Linked DNA regions of Hordeum vulgare: regions 1 and 3 are each linked to region 2. Evidence: chromatin contacts called from public Hi-C data. All regions are on one chromosome and are shown on one strand. Each heading gives the region's core, a stretch centred on a gene start, on an enhancer-like site or on the middle of the called end of the contact. The rest is flanking DNA. Distances are from core to core; before and after follow the strand shown.

The links. A called contact is a pair of places that touch in the nucleus more often than the background predicts.
Region 1: a Hi-C map of leaf shows a contact between it and region 2, with 1.9 times the contacts expected there. The contact joins the enhancer-like site here to the promoter of LOC123444284 in region 2. A contact is called at or near these places in 4 of 6 Hi-C or Micro-C datasets (leaf and seedling) and 1 of 1 datasets of contacts at active chromatin or transcription factors (embryo).
Region 3: a Hi-C map of seedling shows a contact between it and region 2, with 5 times the contacts expected there. The contact joins the enhancer-like site here to the promoter of LOC123444284 in region 2. A contact is called at or near these places in 3 of 6 Hi-C or Micro-C datasets (leaf and seedling) and 1 of 1 datasets of contacts at active chromatin or transcription factors (embryo).

What each region holds. Positions count from the first base shown.
Region 1 is chr3H:464,490,115-464,493,468 of MorexV3_pseudomolecules_assembly, forward strand. No RefSeq gene overlaps it. Among protein-coding and RNA genes, the nearest start is that of LOC123444284, 190 kb to the right of the region's middle. Within about 2 kb of position 1,862, at least 3 of the 3 cell types and tissues checked have open chromatin away from gene starts, as enhancers often do. A contact at or near this core is called in leaf and seedling, where this site is marked.
Region 2 is chr3H:464,681,359-464,684,549 of MorexV3_pseudomolecules_assembly, forward strand. LOC123444284 (brassinosteroid LRR receptor kinase BRI1) reads right to left here and starts at 1,591. Exons shown (of 1, transcript XM_045120961.1): 1 at 1-1,591. The coding sequence starts at 1,385.
Region 3 is chr3H:464,905,958-464,909,462 of MorexV3_pseudomolecules_assembly, forward strand. No RefSeq gene overlaps it. Among protein-coding and RNA genes, the nearest start is that of LOC123440178, 22 kb to the right of the region's middle. Within about 2 kb of position 2,119, at least 3 of the 3 cell types and tissues checked have open chromatin away from gene starts, as enhancers often do. A contact at or near this core is called in leaf and seedling, where this site is marked.

The sequences.
Region 1 (3,354 bases), core at 612-3,111, 190 kb before region 2:
TAAATTTTTTTACCAACAACAATCGAACATCACATTGCACATGTCTTAGTGCTTTATCGGGAGCCATAATGTGGAGTTTGTTCGTGGCTCCGGAGAGAGGGATTCATCACCGTCGTCATCAACAAGCCTTCTCCATCAACAATTTCATGATGCTCACAACCATGTGTGAGTAATTTCATTGTAGGCATGCTGAAGGTAGTTGGGTTAGATAAGATTTCATATGTAATCAAATCAGTTTTGTTAGGGATTAATCCCTAGTATCCACTAAGATAAGATTGATGTTATTATGACTTAAGGTGACTAATTCTTGTCACTAAGGCCGAGTGTCATGATTTCAGATATGTACCTATCATGTTTTTATGAATATATTATATATAATTAATTTATCAAAAAATCAATAGTTTCTACACAAAAGCATTCATCACAAAAGAATAAATTCATCGAATTGTACAGTATGTAAATTGGATTGTGCATTAGACATATATATCAGAGATTTGACACTAAAAATCGGTTTCTACACTAGTAAATCAAATTTTACTAAGTATAACAAGATTGAATAGAACATTAATAAGCATAAAATCGGTCTCTAGACTAGCAAATTAAATTCTACTAAGTATAATCGGATTGAACTCTACTAAACCAACACAAAGAATAGCATTTGGTTCTAAACTAAAAATAATTTCTTCACTAATAAGTATAAAATCGATTTATACACTAATAATACAAATTCTACTAAGTATAATCTGATTGAACACTACTAAATCAACACAAAAAACAAGCATCCAACTCGACACCAAAACATATTCAACACTAAAAAATATTCCACCCAAAGCACAAAATTGATTTCTACACTAGTAAATCAAATTCTACTAAGTATGATTGGATTGTGCACTACTAAATCTAATTCAACACTACTAATGTTCTACAGGCGTCCGTAAACGAGGGAAGCGCGAGGGGAGGGGAAGAAGATGTGTGAGGGGAGGGGAAGAAGATGTGCGAGGAGAGAGGATCTCACGTGCTGACTCGGATGTGGGGCGGCCGCACTGGTTCGATAATGATGAGCGGCGAGTCCAAAGGTGGCGATGATGGCATGGTCGAGAAAAATATATAAAAAATAGGGTAAATCACAATGACTTAGATTTTTTTGACTCGAAGAGGTGGATAAAAGATCATCTAGTACTCGCGCGAGCCTAGGAGGCCATGCCATAGCAAAATTTAGCCCACAGAAAAAAGAATTAAAAAACATCTATATCATACTAAGAAGGTACAACGCGTGTGAAATGTAAATATTTTCATTTGGATTAAATGAAAATCATTTAGTTTGCATATAATGCATTCAGTTATTTTAAACCATGTTGAAATATATGTGGATAGCTTTGAATGGCTGACTTCCGTATGTGTCTTCGTGGACCGGTCTTCCTTCCTTCGCGGACGAATGTGGTGTCCAGTTTGCGGGCCGAGCCCTTATAACTTTTAATAGCAAAACCGAATATTTGTGTCACTTCTCTTTCTGCAGTCATCGCTTCCATACTTAACTGAAATCGCAATATATCACAGCAAATTACATAATGCCTGCACGGCATATTGCCCCCTCCGAATGTAGCTCGAGATTCAGAGAAGGAGAATGTGGAACACACGATTTGACAACAGATTGATCTTCTTCATCTTCACCAGCCATATAGGGAAGCAGCTGTCACGAGGAAGCAATCCAGATTCAGAGTAACCACCATCAACATCGGACAGAAGTCCTATAATTCGGCAGCCGTACAGCGAAAAAACTGGATACATGGCCGACCTGGAACTTAGCTGGAACTTGCGCTAGGGGCTGAATCAGCTCGTGAGATAAAGCGCTGGGATTGGTTTTCGTCCACTCAATCACGCAATGATCATGTGAATAATACCCGTTGCTAACAAGATAGGGTGCGTGCATGCCAGCTGTCACTTCAGAGATCAAATTTTGTCAAAAGGAGCCTTCCCGGCTTCTGCTTCTTTATTCCAGGTCTTGGATGAGATCTCGAAATCCTGCCCTCTCGCGCTGCAATTGGCCATTGGACAAGAAATGGTTTTTGCATGTTGACCAAAATAACAAACTTTTTTCAAAACACAAAGTAAGAAACTTCTCGAAGCATGTGGATGGTGGTTTAGTTGGGATTACTTTATCATTATTATTATTATTATTAGTTGGGGACTACTTTATTGTACAGCTCAATCGGTAGAAAAGCTAATTTGAAATTGTGTTCAAAGTTTTTTTTTTGAGCTGCCCTTACTAATAGGAGGAACCTTGACCGGAGTGAGGAAACGAGAAGTAGGATGCGATCGGCTCGGTCTGGTTTACCAAGAGATCGAGTGGGTCGTGATAGGCCTTTTTCTTTTCTTTTCGACTGACAGGATTTTGTGACTTCTGAGAGTGATTCTTTCGTCACGTACCAGTGACTTTGTTCATACGAAGGTAACGTTCGATTGTTAAAGGAATATAAACGTATCGTTCGTTACTACGGAGAATTCCTTTACATCTGCTGTATTTTTGTTCCATTCATATGTGTATTTCAACCTTCCATGTACTCAGGACGGAGGGAGCATATGCGTACTTCAATCTTGCCACGGTACGTGCGATTCGTGTGCCGGGCCTGACAGTAGTAGCCTGCCAGGGTTGGTGAAAGGATTACGTTCGTGCGGCGATGCGCAAAGCAGACTACCGGCTCCATTTTGATAACAACAAGCAGGGAGTCAAAAGTACGAAGGACCCGGACGGGCATAGGCACCGTGCGGGGTGGCCACGTCGCAGCGTTCGCGCCAGGGTTCCACGTGCCGATCAATACATCAAGCGCGCCGAAAGCCGCGGCCATGGCCGTCCGTCGCGGATGGATCGTCGGAGAAGGATGTGACATGCACGTACCGGTAGGCGTGGCCGTAGGCCCGTAGCGGGTGAACAAATCTGCACGTCTATCCACCCGGGGCAACGCGCCGGCGCCACGAGCCAGGGAGACGAGGAACAGTTCCGAATCGCGGGGATCCCCTCCTGCTCACACGGACCATGGAGTTGTTGAGGTTCATCTTAAAGCAACTCTAGCACACCCCGCATTCGCCCGGCCCGTAAAACGTGTTTGCAGTTCGTTTAAAAATATCTATGCGGACCGACGCGTACGGACGCGGATGCAGACACCGCATAACGGATCCGTAAAAGAGCATATTCGCGAAATATGCTTTGGTGGGGGAAAGCGCGGGCTGAAATGATCCCTCCCAACCGCTTTCCCTCATATGCGGGGCACCGCAGCGGCGAGGTGGAAACCCGCGAATACGCGGGGTGGGGCCGAGATTTTGCCGCGCCCCGCAAAAATATTTGTGGACCGGGGC
Region 2 (3,191 bases), core at 341-2,840:
TTGCTGAGCTTCCCAAGCCACGAGGGGATCGGCCCAGACAGCCGGTTGCTCGCCAAGGATATCCAGTTGAGCTGCTTGCACTTGGCCAGCTCCGGCGGGATGCTGCCGGTGAGCCCGTTGTAGTCGAGGATGAGATGCTCCAGGCCGGGAATGCTTGACAGAGACGCAGGTATCTCGCCCTCCAGTAAGTTCTGCCACATGATAAGGTCCTGGAGGCGGCTAAGCTCGCCGAGGGATTCCGGGATGGAGCCGTTGATGTAGTTGAGACTGAGGTCGAGGGAGACGAGGTCGGTGCAGTTGGAGACGGCCTCCGGGATGCTGCCGGAGAGATAGTTGTTCTGAAGGTAGAGCACGCGGAGCCTCGAGTTGGGATCTTGGCAGAGGGAGTCGGGGATGCTGCCGGAGAAGTTGTTGGAGCTGAGGTCGAGCACCTCGAGGTCCGGCAGCGCAGCGACGGAATCAGGGATGGAGCCGCTGAAGTGGTTGAAGGAGAGGGACAGCGACTGGAGCTGCTGCAGGCCGGTGAAAGCGTCGGCGGGGACCTCGCCAGAGAAGTTGTTGTTGGACAGGTTGAGGGCGGTGAGCGAGGTGAGGCCGGCGATGTTGGGCGGGAACGCGCCGGCGAGATGGTTGCTGGAGAGGTTGAGCGCTCTGAGGCTGCGGCAGCCGGAGAGCGCCGCCGCGGCGACATCGCCGGCGATGAGGTTGCCGGATAGGTCAAGGTACTGCAGGCCGGAGCAGTTGGTGAAGTCCGAGAGGCCGCCGGAGATCTTGTTCCAGGCGAGGTCCAGCCACCGGACAGACCCAAGGCCGGCACCCACCATCCAGCGAAGGTCGGCATCTCCGGCGATCTTGTTGCTGGACAAGTCGAGGGCGTCGAGGGCCGCAAACCCCTGCCCGCCACCGCCACCGCCAGCGGGCTTGGCCGCACCAACCGCGTCACCGGAGAGATTCAGCGTCCGGAGCGCGCCGCAGGAGCCGGCGAGCGCGGCGACGTCGGCGACGGAGCCGCGCAGCGCGGCATTCCCGGAGAGGTCGAGCTCCTCGAGCTTGCCGCCGCACCTGGCGGCCGCGAGCGCGCCGCTGACGTTGGCGCCGCGCAGGCTGAGCCGCTCGACGGCGCTGAGCTGCAGCAGGGTGTTGGCGACGGCGCGGAAGTCGGCATTGAGCGTGACGGCGGCGAGCGAGAGCGACGTGAGCCGCCCGCCCCGGCACACCGCGCCGGGGAACCTGCAGGCGCCCTCCCGCGCGGTCCAGCCTTCGAGCGGCGCCTGGCTGGGCAGCGCCATCCTGAACTCGTCCAGCAGCTGCGCGTCGTCGGCCGCCGCCGCGAGCGCCGCGAGAAGGAGCGCCGCCGCCGCTACCGCCAGCCGCAGGCAATCCATGTGGGAGCTCGCTCGCTCTACCTTGAGACCATGCGAGAAGCGGTCTGCCGAAGTGGGAGCAGAGGCAGAGGGAGAGGGAGAGGAGGGAGAGAGTGTGGGGAGTCCGTCAAGATGGTGGTGGTGGTGGTGGGGTGGGGGGGGAGAAAGAAAGGGAGGGAGAGAGAGAAGGGAGGAGAAGCGAGGGAGAGGGAGAGGGAGAAGGGGGGGGCAGATTAAACAGCTGTAGGTAAGAGGGGGCAGTGGTGGTGGGGTCACATGGCATGTGCCCTCGCCCGCGAACGAATCGTCGTAATCCGGTGTGCGATTAGGGCTGGCTAACCGAACCCCAAAGCACGGTGCTTATCCGATAGTTACGGCGGACGCTTATTACCCGATCCCATCGGCGCGGCGGGGGCAGGGGACAGGAGCTGCGCTGCTCGAGGCGCGCTCACGTGCCGCCCCGGGTCTGGCGAGGCGAGGCGAGGCGAGGCGGGAGGAAATGACTGCTTTGGGTCTCATCTCATCATCGTCGTCGTGGAGGAGAGAGGGGAGGGGGAGGGGGAGGTCGCGGTCCGAGGCGGGCGTGCGGAATCCGGGACGCGTGGGCTGCGTTGCTTCGCGAAGGGTTTTTGTCTTTAATTCCGAGGTGGGCTGGTAGATCCGATCCGGACGGCCGGCCGGAACGAGCGTGCGTGCGTGGGTGCGTGCGTGCGGCGTGCCACCTTTTTCCGGGCTCCCCACAACGCCCCCCTTCTCTCGGTCGTCCCCCTCCCGGGCGCCCACGCAGGCAGCAGCGAGCAGTGTCAGGCCGATCGCTACGCTAGACTGCGCGACGTGATCAAGTCATCACGCACGGCCGCACAAGCTCGCCGGGGATGCCCTTTCCTCCCCGGTACGCCTCGGTGCCGTCGTTTGTTCGAGCCTTTGGCTGACCCCTGACCGTACGTACGCGCTGGTTCGACAAGCGCATGCAATTTCCCGCAAGAAACAATAACATAGCGCATGCAGTTACGCAGTGTTGTCTTGCTAGTAGACTTGCAAACCGTTGAGGGAATAATATCCATGCAATGGCCCTGTTTGGATCCCACCGCTAGAGCTAGTTTGAGCTAGTTTGAGCTGAACTAGCTCCCAAACTATCCAAACACATGGGCTAGTTTGGGTTAGATGCAAACTAACCCATCAAAAAAACTAGCCCTGAAAAGAGGTGCTAATTGGAGCTAGTTGGGGATGGACAGGTAAAAATAATAATATTTTGACCGCATCACATCCTTTCCTCTCCATCATCCCACGTCGCTCGGCCGCGCTCGCCCTCGCCCCGCCCGGCCGCGCTCGCCCCGCCCGCCGCGCTCGCCCTCGCCCCGCCCGGACGCGCTAGCCCCGCTCGGCCGCGCTCGCCCTCGCCCCGCCCGGCCGCGCTAGCCCCGCCCGCCGCGCTAGCCTCGCCCGTCGCGCGCGCCCCGCTCGGCCGCCCTCGCCCCGCCGGCCTTGCTCGCCCCGCCCGGCCGCGCTAGCCCCGCCCGCCGCGCTAGCCTCGCCCACCGCGTGCGCCCCGCTCGGCCGCCCTCGCCCCGCCCGGCCGCGCTCGCCCCGTCGGCCTTGCTCGCCCCGCTCCGCCGCGCTCGCCCCGCCGGCCTTGCTCGCCCCGCTCCGCCGCGCTCGCCCCGCCGGTCGCGCTCGCCCCGCTCCGCCGCGCTCGCCCCGCCGGCCGCGCTAGCCCCCCGCGGCCTGCTCGCCTCGCCGGCCGCGCTCCCCCCGCCGGCCGCGCTCGCCCCGCCGGCCGCGCTAGCCCCCCGCGGCCTGCTCGCCTCGCCGGCCGCGCTCCCCCCG
Region 3 (3,505 bases), core at 869-3,368, 230 kb after region 2:
TCAAAGTCCAAGCCGCCACGCCTCTGCTCGTAAACGTTCTGACTCGTCATAGATTCGACTCTCCGTATCTACCATCCAAACATTTTCAGCGTCGATCTCTTTCTGGATCTTGACCATCTTTGTGCGATGTCTTGCTAGTTCCGCATTACGCTCTTCCCGGTTCTCCTCGGTGATTGTATCCTCCAAGAGTTTAGTCATCTCGGTCACCAGGTCGCTCATGGCTTGAGCCGGCGTTTTGCTCGATCCGCCAGCCCCATTGAGGGCTCCTACCGCGGATGGACCTAGTGCAGGCGCGCCTCCAGCCATGTAAATAATGACTTGTCGAGGCGGATCGTCTGGCTCCCCGACAACTTCTTCCTCCGGAGCTCCTCCAAGTTCATGACCGAGGGGAAAGATGGATCCAGTGTCTCCTATGAAAGACTCGTCAGTTTGATTGTAGTTGTCGAGGATGCTCTCACTGCTCGCCGGTTCATCCGCAAGGCTGAGCCCGTGGGTGAATCCGATGAAGACGTGATGACGACCAGCTTGAAATCGATCGCACCAAGTTGGATCGTTGATGGTGGTGTGGATGTCCGACCCGAGCACCGTTGCGTAGATCTGATCAAAGGGGATCTGTGGATTAGTTTCTGCTAAGCCGACCTTAATGCCCCAACCTGCATTGTCGATGTAGCGATCGTTGCGGCGACTCTTGATCATCATAGCCAACACGCGACTCCCAAATCCCGGAAGAGCTCCCTCCGAGAACTCAACTCCACTTTGTGACAGCCCCATGGGGACGAGAGGCGGATTTACCCAGGTGGACTCCCAATTGTCGTGATTTTGTCACGGCAGATGTCCTCGTGAATGAACTTAGTGGTGAGGCCATCGTCGCGGTGTGGCGACTCGAAGGGGTTGATTGGGGACGAGAGGCGGATTTACCCAGGTTCGGCCCCTCCAATGAATGTAAAAGCCTACGTCCTGCTTTGTGTTGTATTGATGGGAATATCGATTACAAGGATGCAGAATCGCTAACCTAGCTCTAGGGCTTTCTTACTTGATCTTTCTGACTTGTGGTTTCTCCTTTATATATAGGTAGAAGCCCCAAGTTTACAACAAAGTTTGGGTCAAATAACACCTGCGTCCTACTACAAATCTACCTTATCTTTCTTTCCATGTGAGAAAAACTTCTCGCGTCTCTTGCCCTCTACGTCTTTGAGCCGCCGCCTTCTGGTGATGTGCCGCTTAGTGGCTTGTCGACTAAGTCATCTGGCCCATCTTCTCATGTCGTCCATGCGGCTTGACCCAGCCCCATAAAACTGGCTAAATCCTGGGGTTATATTCCCGAGAAGGAGGATATGAGGACTCGCCGATGCACCCGATCAATCCACCACGCAGGACGCAGTCGCATTTCGGATCATCTTTTTCTTTTCTTTATTCACTCTTTTCTTTCTTTCGTTTTTCTTTTCATCAATCACGTGCAAGTGATCGGACATATCAGAAAAAAAGAGGAATGTGGCTACGCGGACGGAAAATAAAGAATACGTCCGTCATTGACCGGACGCGTGTGCGGGCGTTTAGGAAATCATTTTTTAACATAGTACAAACGCAAGTACTCATATACACACGCATACATTCATCCCTATGAACGCACACGCACCCTACCCCTATGAGCACCTCCGAGAGACTAAGCCGGCATATCATCTTGAGATTTACGAAGTCACCGTAGGCGTCTCGTCGTGGCATATCATCTTGAGATTTACAAAGTCACCGTAGGCGCCTCGTCGTCGACGGGAACGTCTGCTTCCACTGAAAGCGTATCGCCGAAAATCCTGATGCAAGCAGGAGGATTCGAACCCTGATGGGCTGGGGATATCACTGTCCCTCTAACCATCCAACCACAAGGTTGTTTGCAAGAGATCATATTGCACTGTAGTGTGTAGTGTCCGGGTGTGTAGTGTGTAGTGTCCGGGTGTAGAAGCTCTAAGGCCGATGCTGCTAGGAGGAGCTTGTGGGACTACCGCACGTGGGACTTTGATAGTGAACGGGACGGACAGTTACGTTCGTGTGCAAGTAACGGGATGCAACCGTGGGCCTCCCCCGTTGCACTTTGAATGCTGTGATGGCGAGGTTGGATACCGTGGGCTGCTTCACTCGTCGCGTATCCGTGTGTCCGCTGAGCCGTCTGCCCCGTTACGGCTTGCCAGGGACCGTCTTGGACCGCATCTGATCTTATCGCCTGATCTTATCGATAGCTCCCGCTATCTCCGGACACAACAACGACGTGCATGTGTGAGTTGAGGGAGGTGCTAATGTGCTATGTACCGCTTCCTGCGACCAGGACGCTCGCGTCGCGTGCTTCACTAGGCGAACGTCCCAGCGCGTGGGGTGGGCTAGCCTAGTAGCACATCGGATCTCTAGCAAAAAAAAGTAGACTAAGCACGGAAATGTAGCCTACTGTACGTAGTACGATTTGTGATTTTATTTTCCCCTTTCATTTGTTTTTCTTTGTCTCAATCAGGTATAGTTTCTCTTCTAGTTTTCATTTGCCTTTTTTTACTTTTTCCTCTTTTATAGTTTTTGGTACTATGAAAAAAAAATCTAATATGTCGTGAACAATTTTCAAAATGCACACAAAATATTTTCTAATATACGGTGAAGTTGTTTCAAACACACATTGAACAGTATTTTAATATAGGGTGATCATATTTAATATACGGTGAACATTTTTTCCATATACGCACTGAATACAATTTAAGTATACAATGATCATTATTTATATACGGTGAATGTTTCTTCAATTTATGGTGAATAGTATTTTAACATATAGTGAACTTTTTTCTAATACACTCTGAGCTTTTTTTAAAATGCACGTTCAACATTTTTTTTGGAAAAATATATGAAAGAGAAGAATAGAAAATTAGAAAAAACCAAAGAACCGGGCTAAGAAACACAGAAAATAAATGTTTGCGAATTCGAACAATGTTAATGAATTCAAATAGATGTTCAAAAAATTGCAATTAAAACAGAAAAGACGAAATAGGAAATAAAATAAAATCAAAAAGAGAAAAAGTAAAATAAGAAACGACCATAAAGAAACAAGGAAACGAAGAAAATGTAAAAAAAATAACTATCACCATCTGGAAGCTACACAAAGCATGGAAATTACCAAAACCGATGGAAAATCATTCGTCTATATGCTTACGTGGGCATCACCCACGTCCACTTACGGGGGCTATCGCAGGATATGTGTCGCGTCCGGCGTTGCATATCAATTAGGTATATGTCCCATACATTTATTTGGGCACTGGTATATAACGCTTTTTGTGAGTAATAAGACACGTCGCCCGTGATTCGGGAGCTATTTTCTTCTCATAAACACTGTTTATAGATAATGATGATATCCTGTGAAGTGACGCATTACACACATGCTATGGTTACAAATGACGTGATTAAAGGACATGTCGGTTAATATGAAGAGACAGGGAACTGGGGCGTCTCTTTGGTGAGGAAACAGTACATGCACATC